Linked DNA regions of Sus scrofa: region 2 is linked to region 1. The links are chromatin contacts, called in public Hi-C maps. All regions are on one chromosome and are shown on one strand. The core of a region is the stretch at or near the end of the contact, and the rest is flanking DNA. Distances in the headings are between cores, read along the strand shown.

The links. A called contact is a pair of places that touch in the nucleus more often than the background predicts.
Region 2: a Hi-C map of skeletal muscle shows a contact between it and region 1, with 3 times the contacts expected there. The contact joins the promoter of TIMM17A here to the enhancer-like site in region 1. A contact is called at or near these places in 4 of 47 Hi-C or Micro-C datasets (embryonic fibroblasts, liver and skeletal muscle) and 2 of 2 datasets of contacts at active chromatin or transcription factors (alveolar macrophages and skeletal muscle).

The regions. Positions count from the first base shown.
Region 1 is chr10:24,080,897-24,084,992 of Sscrofa11.1, forward strand. NAV1 (neuron navigator 1) reads left to right here. Exons shown (of 31, transcript XM_021064517.1): 13 at 615-667; 14 at 1,396-1,473; 15 at 3,727-3,810; 16 at 4,003-4,096. Among named protein-coding and RNA genes, the nearest start is that of IPO9, 27 kb to the right of the region's middle. Within about 2 kb of position 2,060, at least 19 of the 83 cell types and tissues checked have an H3K27ac peak or open chromatin away from gene starts, as enhancers often do. A contact at or near this core is called in skeletal muscle, where this site is marked.
Region 2 is chr10:24,198,322-24,202,417 of Sscrofa11.1, forward strand. It overlaps TIMM17A (mitochondrial import inner membrane translocase subunit Tim17-A), which reads left to right and starts at 2,024. Exons shown (of 6, transcript XM_021064526.1): 1 at 2,024-2,104. The coding sequence starts at 2,079.

The DNA.
Region 1 (4,096 bases), core at 810-3,309:
GGAACTTCTGCATGCCAGGGGCACAGCCAAGAAAAAAAAACAATGTTCTGAAGACCAGCTTGAGGTTGGCCTGCTGGGTGTTGGTGCCAGAGCTGAGCCCGGCTTTCTGGGGGTTAGACGTGCGTGACTGTGGGACGCTCATCGCTCATGAGGGTTTGCCTGGCACACGGGCTCTGGTCCTCTCTGTGGGGCTGCTGTTCTGATGCCTGGAGAATCAGAAGGCGTGTTTTGCATTTGGGAGCTTTTTCGTCTGTGTGGTCCCCACTGCAAAGAGGAGGCAGGACCGAGGCTCTGTTCTGAGCAGCTCTGAGGAAAAGCTGCCTCTTCCGCAACAGAAGTGCTTTCCTGAGGGGGGAGGAAGTGACGCCTGACCAGGAGCATGTCCTTCCCCTCCCCCTTAACCCTTGTGCGCCCCCCCCCCCCCCCGGAGCAAGGGAGAGCGGAGAAAGCCGGCTGGAGGAGGCTGGCTCTGCTGGACTGCGCGCGTGCACATGCGCAGCTGGGCCCCCTGTTCGTGCTCGCTCTCTGCAGAATCAGAACCCCAGTCCCGTCCTTAGGGCTCTTCCTGGACCCCTAGCCCTCTGTTAACCCTTCGTGTTCTGCTTCTCTTGCAGTTCACGGCTCAGTGCTGTCCTTGGCCTCCAGCGCCTCCTCTACCTACTCCTCAGTAAGCAAGCCCCTCCATCCCCACACTGCACCCGGGACCCTCCTGGGGGTGGGGGCTCCTGGAGCTTAGAGCACGTGGTGGGCCCTTCTGGACCTCAGTGGCCTCCCCACCACTTCCTGAGCAAGTCTGGTGCCTTCTGAGCCCCTCCTTCGAAAGCGGAGAACAGTCCTTGTAGGGCTGTTCGGTGCCAGCCAGAGGGCAGCGTCCCCAGCCAGGTGACATGAGGGGGGGGGTCTCTCCAGGACTCCAGAGCCCAGCAGTGTGGGGAACCCTCCCAGTGCTCCTGGTGGCCTGGGCCGTGAGGGATGGTTGATCCTGAGGTCCGTTCTGGCCCTAACACCTACGCCTTCAAGTTGATGGCCATAAGGATGAGCTTCAGATCAGCCGGTTTCATCTGCCAGCCTTCTTGGCAGCGACAAGCTCCAGGGAGGGCTTTGTTAAACCGCGGTCTGGGGTCCGAGCCCACCTGTGAGGAGGATCCAGGGCCCGGATGCAGGTCTCAGCCGCTTGGCGTGCCCCAGGCCCCCTCCCTTGAGCTCTGTGCGCTGCCTTCTCCACGGTAACCGCCTCTCTCCCCCTCTGTGCTCCCTGCTTCAGGCTGAGGAGAGGATGCAGTCCGAGGTAGGGAGCCAGCTGTTGTCTCTGCTTGTCGCCATCACCGCCCCCGTCGCCTTCCAGAGCTTACACTTCTTCCGCCACCGTCAGTTCGTATCCCCTTCCTTTCACAGCAAATCCGGAAGCTGCGGAGGGAACTGGAATCGTCCCAGGAAAAAGTGGCCACCTTGACGTCCCAGCTTTCGGCCAACGTGAGTGCCCAAAAGCAGGGCAGCTGGTTGGGCCCCAAATTAGGGACGTTCAGCCAGAGGAGAACCGGCTGCTTCGGCGTCCTGTGGGCTTTGATCCCAGGGGAACAGAGGATTTGGGGATTGGCGCGTCTTCCCCGGAGCCCCGATGTTTAGGAAGCACCATTTTTACCCCCACCCTAATTCACAGGTGTGGGTGAAGTCACGTCCAGTGGCCTTTGAGCGTCTGGGTTCTCAGTGGTTCTGGGTGGAGGTGACAGAATTAGTTATGGGTTAGTATTATCCATCCCCAGAACCCTCTGCCTCTGCCCAGGGGTACATTCGTGCCTTTGTCATACCCACGTGTCCGGACAGGCACAGGCACAGAGCTGGGTGTTGGAGCCCCGTCTGGCCCCTGTGACGGGGCGTAGGGGCCCGGCCCCACCTCCCCGGCCCCTTGGCCCTCACTTCAAGTGGGGGCCAGCATGCTTTGTGGCTGTCTTCACTGAGAAGGAGTTTCTTCTTGGTGGCCTCTCCGCCCCACGGGATGGGGAGACATGAAGCTGCCTCCCCGACGAGGCGGCAAACAGGACATAGGAGCCCTTTTCCCCCAAAGCTGTAAACAACAGCTGAGCCGGATCTGCTGGCGCTGGCTCTCCAAGTGTTTGCACAAAGTAACCATGTCTGCAGCTTCCGCAGGCCTTTCTGGCTTTCTTCTCTCCCCTTCCTCCCTGGGGGGCCCAGCTGTCAGGCCTGGTCCCCAGCCCAGACTCAGGTAGCATTTCCACTGTATTTCAGCAGCAGTTTCCTCACCACAGTGGTTCTTCTCTTTCCCCCAAACTCTCATTTGTACACTTATCAGCTTGTATGAAGTTCACCCCAAGTCCTTAAAACTACGATTGGGGACCTATAAGAATTGTAATCGAGTCAAGATACATCTTTTCTCTCCCTGTGCCCCACCCCCAAGGCTGGGAAATTGGGAGGCGGAGTGAGGGGGGCAGAGGCCCCCCCCCCGACTCATTTGCACTCAGCCTCCTGCTGGTGAGACTGGGCGGGAGCCCAGAGGATGGGTTCAAGGGTGACTCTCTTAGGACAGGAAGAGAACAGGCTGAACCCGCAGACCCGCTGGCCTGGATTTTGGATGCAGGCTTTGACTGAGGGTCAGAGCCCTGCCTCCAAGCCGGGGCTGCAGCGCAAGGACCCCCACTTGTTCTCAGGATCCTTGACTGCAGACCTTGTGCCCTGTTCCCCGGACTCCCCAGCTGTCCGCCCTGGGGCACCTTCCAACCCCTACCCCAGATGCCAGCCTCCTTCCAGCACCTCGGCCAAGCCCTGAGGTCATCCAGGCCCCTCTGGGGCTGGGGGTGGTGGTGGCAGCACCCCCAGAGGAGGGGGAGCCCACTCGGCAGGAGGCCAGCACGGAAAAGCCCTCAAGAAGGGGGTGACCTGAGGCCAAGAAGGCACGGACTCCCTGGACCAGAGACGCCTCCCTCAAGCTGTGTCCCCAGGGTGGTGGTTGGAAACTGGAGTTGGCCACAGGGAGGCAGAACCTCTGGGGACGGGAAGCAGTGGGGTCACAGTGTCCCTCACTTGCTGGGTCACCGTCTGCTTGGTGCCCTCACTGATGGCTGTTCCTCCTTCTGAGCACGCATCTGCCTCTCTGGTCCCAAGCCGATAGAGCTGGATGGAGCTCCAGCCCACCTTCCCCTACCTCCCCCAGGTCCCTGGGGCGGCTCTCGAGGCAGGCCCGCCACCTAGTGTCCAGACTGCAGAATTGCTCTGAATCCTCCGCCCCCCCCCCCCCCCGCACCCACAGCTGCTCCAGCCCCCCAAAAGGAGCCCCAGGAAATGGTCAGGGAAGGAGCTTCAAAACACAATACGATTGAGAACCGAGGTCCCTGGGTGCAAGGGGGGCGATATGCCACACCCTTTCCATGGGGGTGGGGTGATGGAGCCCTGAGGCCAGCCCACAGGTAACAGCCACAGCCCCAGGGGGGATGGCCTTCCCTCGGAGCAGAGGGGCCATCCCACCCCCTGCCAGCCATGGGGCCAGGTCTCCAGAGCCTCCAAAGACCTGCCCCGCCCTGATGCAGTCTAGGCCACCTCACTGTTGGAGAAGCTGAGCCCCAGGAATTCCCTTCAGGCCAGAAAGGGAAATTCGTGTTCCGAAGCCACTAAGAGGCTGGCTGTCCTTGGTCAGCTCTGAGACCCAGGATGCCAGCTCTGTCCTTCCCCAGACTAGGGCAGCTGGGGAACCTCCATGGGCCTTTGTTTCAGGCCAACCTAGTGGCAGCTTTTGAGCAGAGCCTGGTGAACATGACGTCACGCCTACGGCACCTGGCAGAGACGGCCGAGGAGAAGGTGAGAGCCAGGGCAGAGGGGGGACAGGCCAGGCTCCCTCCCCTTCTGTCGCCCTGAGTCCTCCATCTGCCCAGCTGGCCGCTTCCCCACCCTTCTCTATCAGACCCAGGGGGCCCCAGGGCCCAGCCCTTGCTGGGCTTGGAGGGGATGCTCCCAACCCCAGACAGCGAGGCACCTTGGTTTCCCTCTCAGGACACTGAGCTGCTGGACCTACGAGAAACCATAGACTTTCTGAAGAAGAAGAACTCAGAGGCCCAGGCCGTCATTCAGGGAGCTCTCAACGCCT
Region 2 (4,096 bases), core at 774-3,273, 120 kb after region 1:
TCTCACCTCTGAATGCCTCTGCCTGTATCATGTCCTATGTCATCCACGTTGGCATTTGATCATTTTATTATTCTTCCTCTCTGAGGACATTTGGAAGACCCTGAGGGGAGGAGCCATGCTGATATTTTCGGTACCCTCTCCATCCCAGGCCTTAAACGAAGAGCATCCTGAGCACAGAGTCAGGGTGTCACTGTCGACTTGGGGTTCCCAATCCCTCTCCTTTGCACCTCGCTATCCATCTGATGGTCCTGTCCCGGGCCTAGCCTCAATAAGTGGAAAAAGACTGGGTGTACAAGTTCAAGGGTGCCAGATGAATGAAAGCTAACGGTGGGGTATGGGATGGACGGGGTGGGCAAGAGGCCGCAGGGTCACAGCCTCACAGCCTCCAGGCGGCTTCCAAGGGAGGAGCTTCCTTCCCTTGTTTTGTTCAGTTGGGGAAATCGAGCAGCAAAACAGGTCTCAGGGCCACACCTCCTTCAGTCCCCTGGTGGAGCTGTTTTCCACAAAGCAATACTTAGAGGACCTGGGTCTCTGGGGGTCCAGTGCCATCTCATCCTTGGCCCAGAACACCCACTTTCACCAAATAAGCCCTGAAGCATTGGATTACCAGCTCCACTCCACTCCCCCAGACTCAGGGTCAGTTCACTCTCGGGGACCCCAGTCCTTTTGTCTATGAGTCTTGTTGTCATTCCTTTATGTCACTGACCATTCAGCTCTTTTCTTCTAAGATGGAAGGGCTACTTCCAAGGGTGGGGTGACAGCTTTCTCCTCCAGCCAAAGGCTAAGTCCGAGGCCTCCTTGCCCAGCCCCAAAGAACTAGTTTTCAACCCGTCGAGCCACCATGGGAACTCCCTGAAGTGTTTTTAATTACATTCACACATTCCAAATAAGTAAGCCCTCCTGGACGCAGGCATCCAAGTCAGAGGACTGGTTTGAATTGTTGTTTTCACACTTCCAGACTAGCTTTATTTAGTTCTGTGGAGGGTTCAGTTCATTTCACCTTATTTCCAAGATTTGGGGGGGGGAACCTCATTCCCCCTGCAGTTTGCTATTATTTATTACAGAAACTTTTCCATGAAATAAATGTACACACATGTTTTGTTTCGTTGAGGATTTTTTTTTTTTTTTTTTTTTGTCTTTTTAGGGCCACACCCATGGCATATGGAGGTTCCCAGGCTAGGGATCCAATCGGAGCTGTAGCCACCAGCCTATGCCAGAGCCACAGCAACACAGGATCCGAGCCGTATCTGTGACCTACACCACAGCTCAGGGCAACGCCAGATCCTTAACCCACTGAGCGAGGCCAGGGATTGAACCTGCAACCTCTTGGTTACTAGTCGGGTTCTTTAACCACTGAGCCACCAGAGGAACTCTGGACATTTTAAAGTCAATCTCAGATGTTCAGGATGGAGACCTATAGCAGCTGTCACCTGACTGAGGTTTTGCTTTCAGGCCGATGGCCCCCAGCCTTTTGTCTCCTCCTCTGGGCTAAGCCCCCCTTACATCTCCCGGGATCATTTAGAGTGAGGTCCGGAAGAACTCTGTTGTTGCTGTCCCCCATGTTAAGGTCCCCCATGAATCACGGCAGCGCCCCAGGTGTTCACAAACATTCATGGAACGTTCACTACATTCCGGCCCCCCCGAGATAAAATATTCAGGTACTGCCCATCTTAAGGAGCTCCGTGGCAGCAGTGGGGGCCTTACCGACCCGTCGAAGTTGGCAGCAGTAATTCGCACTTGACAGCCGGGTACTAAAACAGAGAAAGTCATTCGGGAGGTTCGAGTTACAACGGCAGTTTTGTTTCGGGCCCCACCAGGCCCCGCAGCTTCAGCTCTGGGTACCTCTCCTCACCTGGGATTCCCCACGCGGCCACCCACACGCACCGCCCCTCCGCCTCGGAGGCCCGCCCCTCTGGTCTGAGCCCCGCCTTCCGCCCCGCGGCCCCGGCTTTCATTGGCTGCGGGAGGAGGTGGCGAGCCAATCCCCGCAGATTCTAACGCCCTCCTCCCGGGATCACTTCCGCCGCCGGGCCAGGCCCCGCCCCGTTTACCCGGCATCGCGGCGCCGCGGAGTCAAGATGGAGGAATACGCGCGCGAGCCCTGGTGAGCCTTCTCGCCGAGCTGCCTGCCTCCCGGCCCGGCTCGGCCCAGCCTGGCTCCCGAGGCGAGACCGCTCAGCGCCAGGCTCGGCGGCGCCGGGGCTATAGGCACGCAGGCGTGAGCGGCCGGCTTCTCAGCCGGTGACCTTGCGGCGACTCGAGGGCGCCCCGGCTCAGCTGTGCAGACGCGGCCCCTGTCCGACCTGCGGGTGGGAAGCAGCCCCTCTGCCCTCCGGCGACCTTGGCTCGTCCTTGTGCCCGCGTGGCTCAGCCTGCGTGGGGAGGGAGCCAGGCCGAGGAGGCCGCTTGGGGGCGAGGGCCGGGCTGGGGACTCTCCCGTGGGGGCGAGGCGTGTGTTCTCGAAAAGCCACCGACGGGAGTCGGTCCATTCGATGTTTTGGGGCAGGGGGCTGCCTGTGCTCCGCAGTCGCTCGGTCCTCAGAAGGAAAGCATGGAGGAGTCCGACCTGCAAAGTTTGAGGCTTCTGGGGTCAGGAGTGAAAATAGAACGTGTTACTTGGGTTAATCACCGGTGCTTTCCATCTGTCGGAAGGGGCCAGGGCTTTCTGTAACGAATCGTGCCAGCAAAAGCCATGTTGCCTGCTTTGTGCTTTTTTTTCCTCCCTGAACTGAGATACAGAGTATTACTTTGCAGAGCCTCCCAGTTCTTTAAATTTCCCTTCTCCAAAGGTGATACCCCTTCCTGGGTTGTACTCAGGTGTGCAGGACTCAGCATACTATACTGCTCATGTCAGGTATGATAGGGCACAAGTTGGCAGGAGGGGAAGTTGTTTCACTTGGTTGTTAGAGGTGTTAGGGAGTGATAGTTGTCATCTACAAACGCATTTAATGGCCCCTTTGTGCTCTCTTACTCCGGATGTTCTGAAGCCGCATGGTCAGTTCAGTTCTCAGGTTGGCTTTGTCCTCAACTGCTTTGATCTTCTGGAAGACCCTGGTCCCTAAGGTCATCCAGGCTCAAACTACAAGCATCTTGCCCTCCCTGCACACCACCCCACCCAGCCCCCTTGCTGTCGTCGGAATTCTTTGAGGACTTGCGCTTTCAGTTCCTGTAGTCAGGACCTTACCTCTGTCCTTAATGCCTTTTACAGAAGCTTCTTTATTGTTTTCCTTCTGTCCTCTTCCTTAAATGTATGATAGGTACTTAATGGTCCTAAATACTTTCTTTTTTTTTTTTTTTGTCTTTTTGTCTTTTCTAGTGCTGCACCCGAAGCATACGGAAGTTCCCAGGCTAGGGGTCCAATCGGAGCCAATCGGAGCCGTAGCTGCTGCCTACGCCACAGCCACCCTAAATACTTTTTAATCATGTTTTCTTTTCAAAAGCCCTTAGTCTATAGGATGTAGTGGAAAGAATTTGGGGGCTTTGGAGTACTAGATTTTGTATTTAAATTGGTTCTACTAGGTTTTTTTTTTGTTTGGTTGGTTTTTTTTTTTTGTTTTTTAGGGTCGCACCCATGGCATATGGAGGTTCCCAGGCAAGGGGTCAAATTGGAGCTACAGCTGCCTGCCTACGCCACAACAATTCGGGATCCGAACCATGTCTGTGACCTACACCACAGCTCATGGCAACACCGGATCCCTAACCCACTGAGTGAGGCCAGGGATGGAACCCCTAGTTGGATTTGTTTCTGCTGGGCCATGACAGGAACGACTAGGTTTTTTGTTGTTGTTGTTTGTTTGTTTTTTGGGATTTTTTGGGGGTTTTTTTTTGGTCTTTTTAGGGCTGAACCTGCAGCATATGGAAGTTCCCAGGCTAGGGGTCGAATTGGAGCTGCAGCTGCCGGCCCACACCTCAGCTCACGGCAACACCAGATCCTTAACCCTCTGAGCAAGGCCAGGGATTGAACCCACATCCTCATGGATACTAGTTGGGTTTGTTAACCAGTGAGCCACGACGGGAACTCCTAGGTATTTTTTATTTGACCTTGGGCAAGTTACCTAATCTCTGAGTCCCTGTTCATCTGTAAAATGGAGAGGAG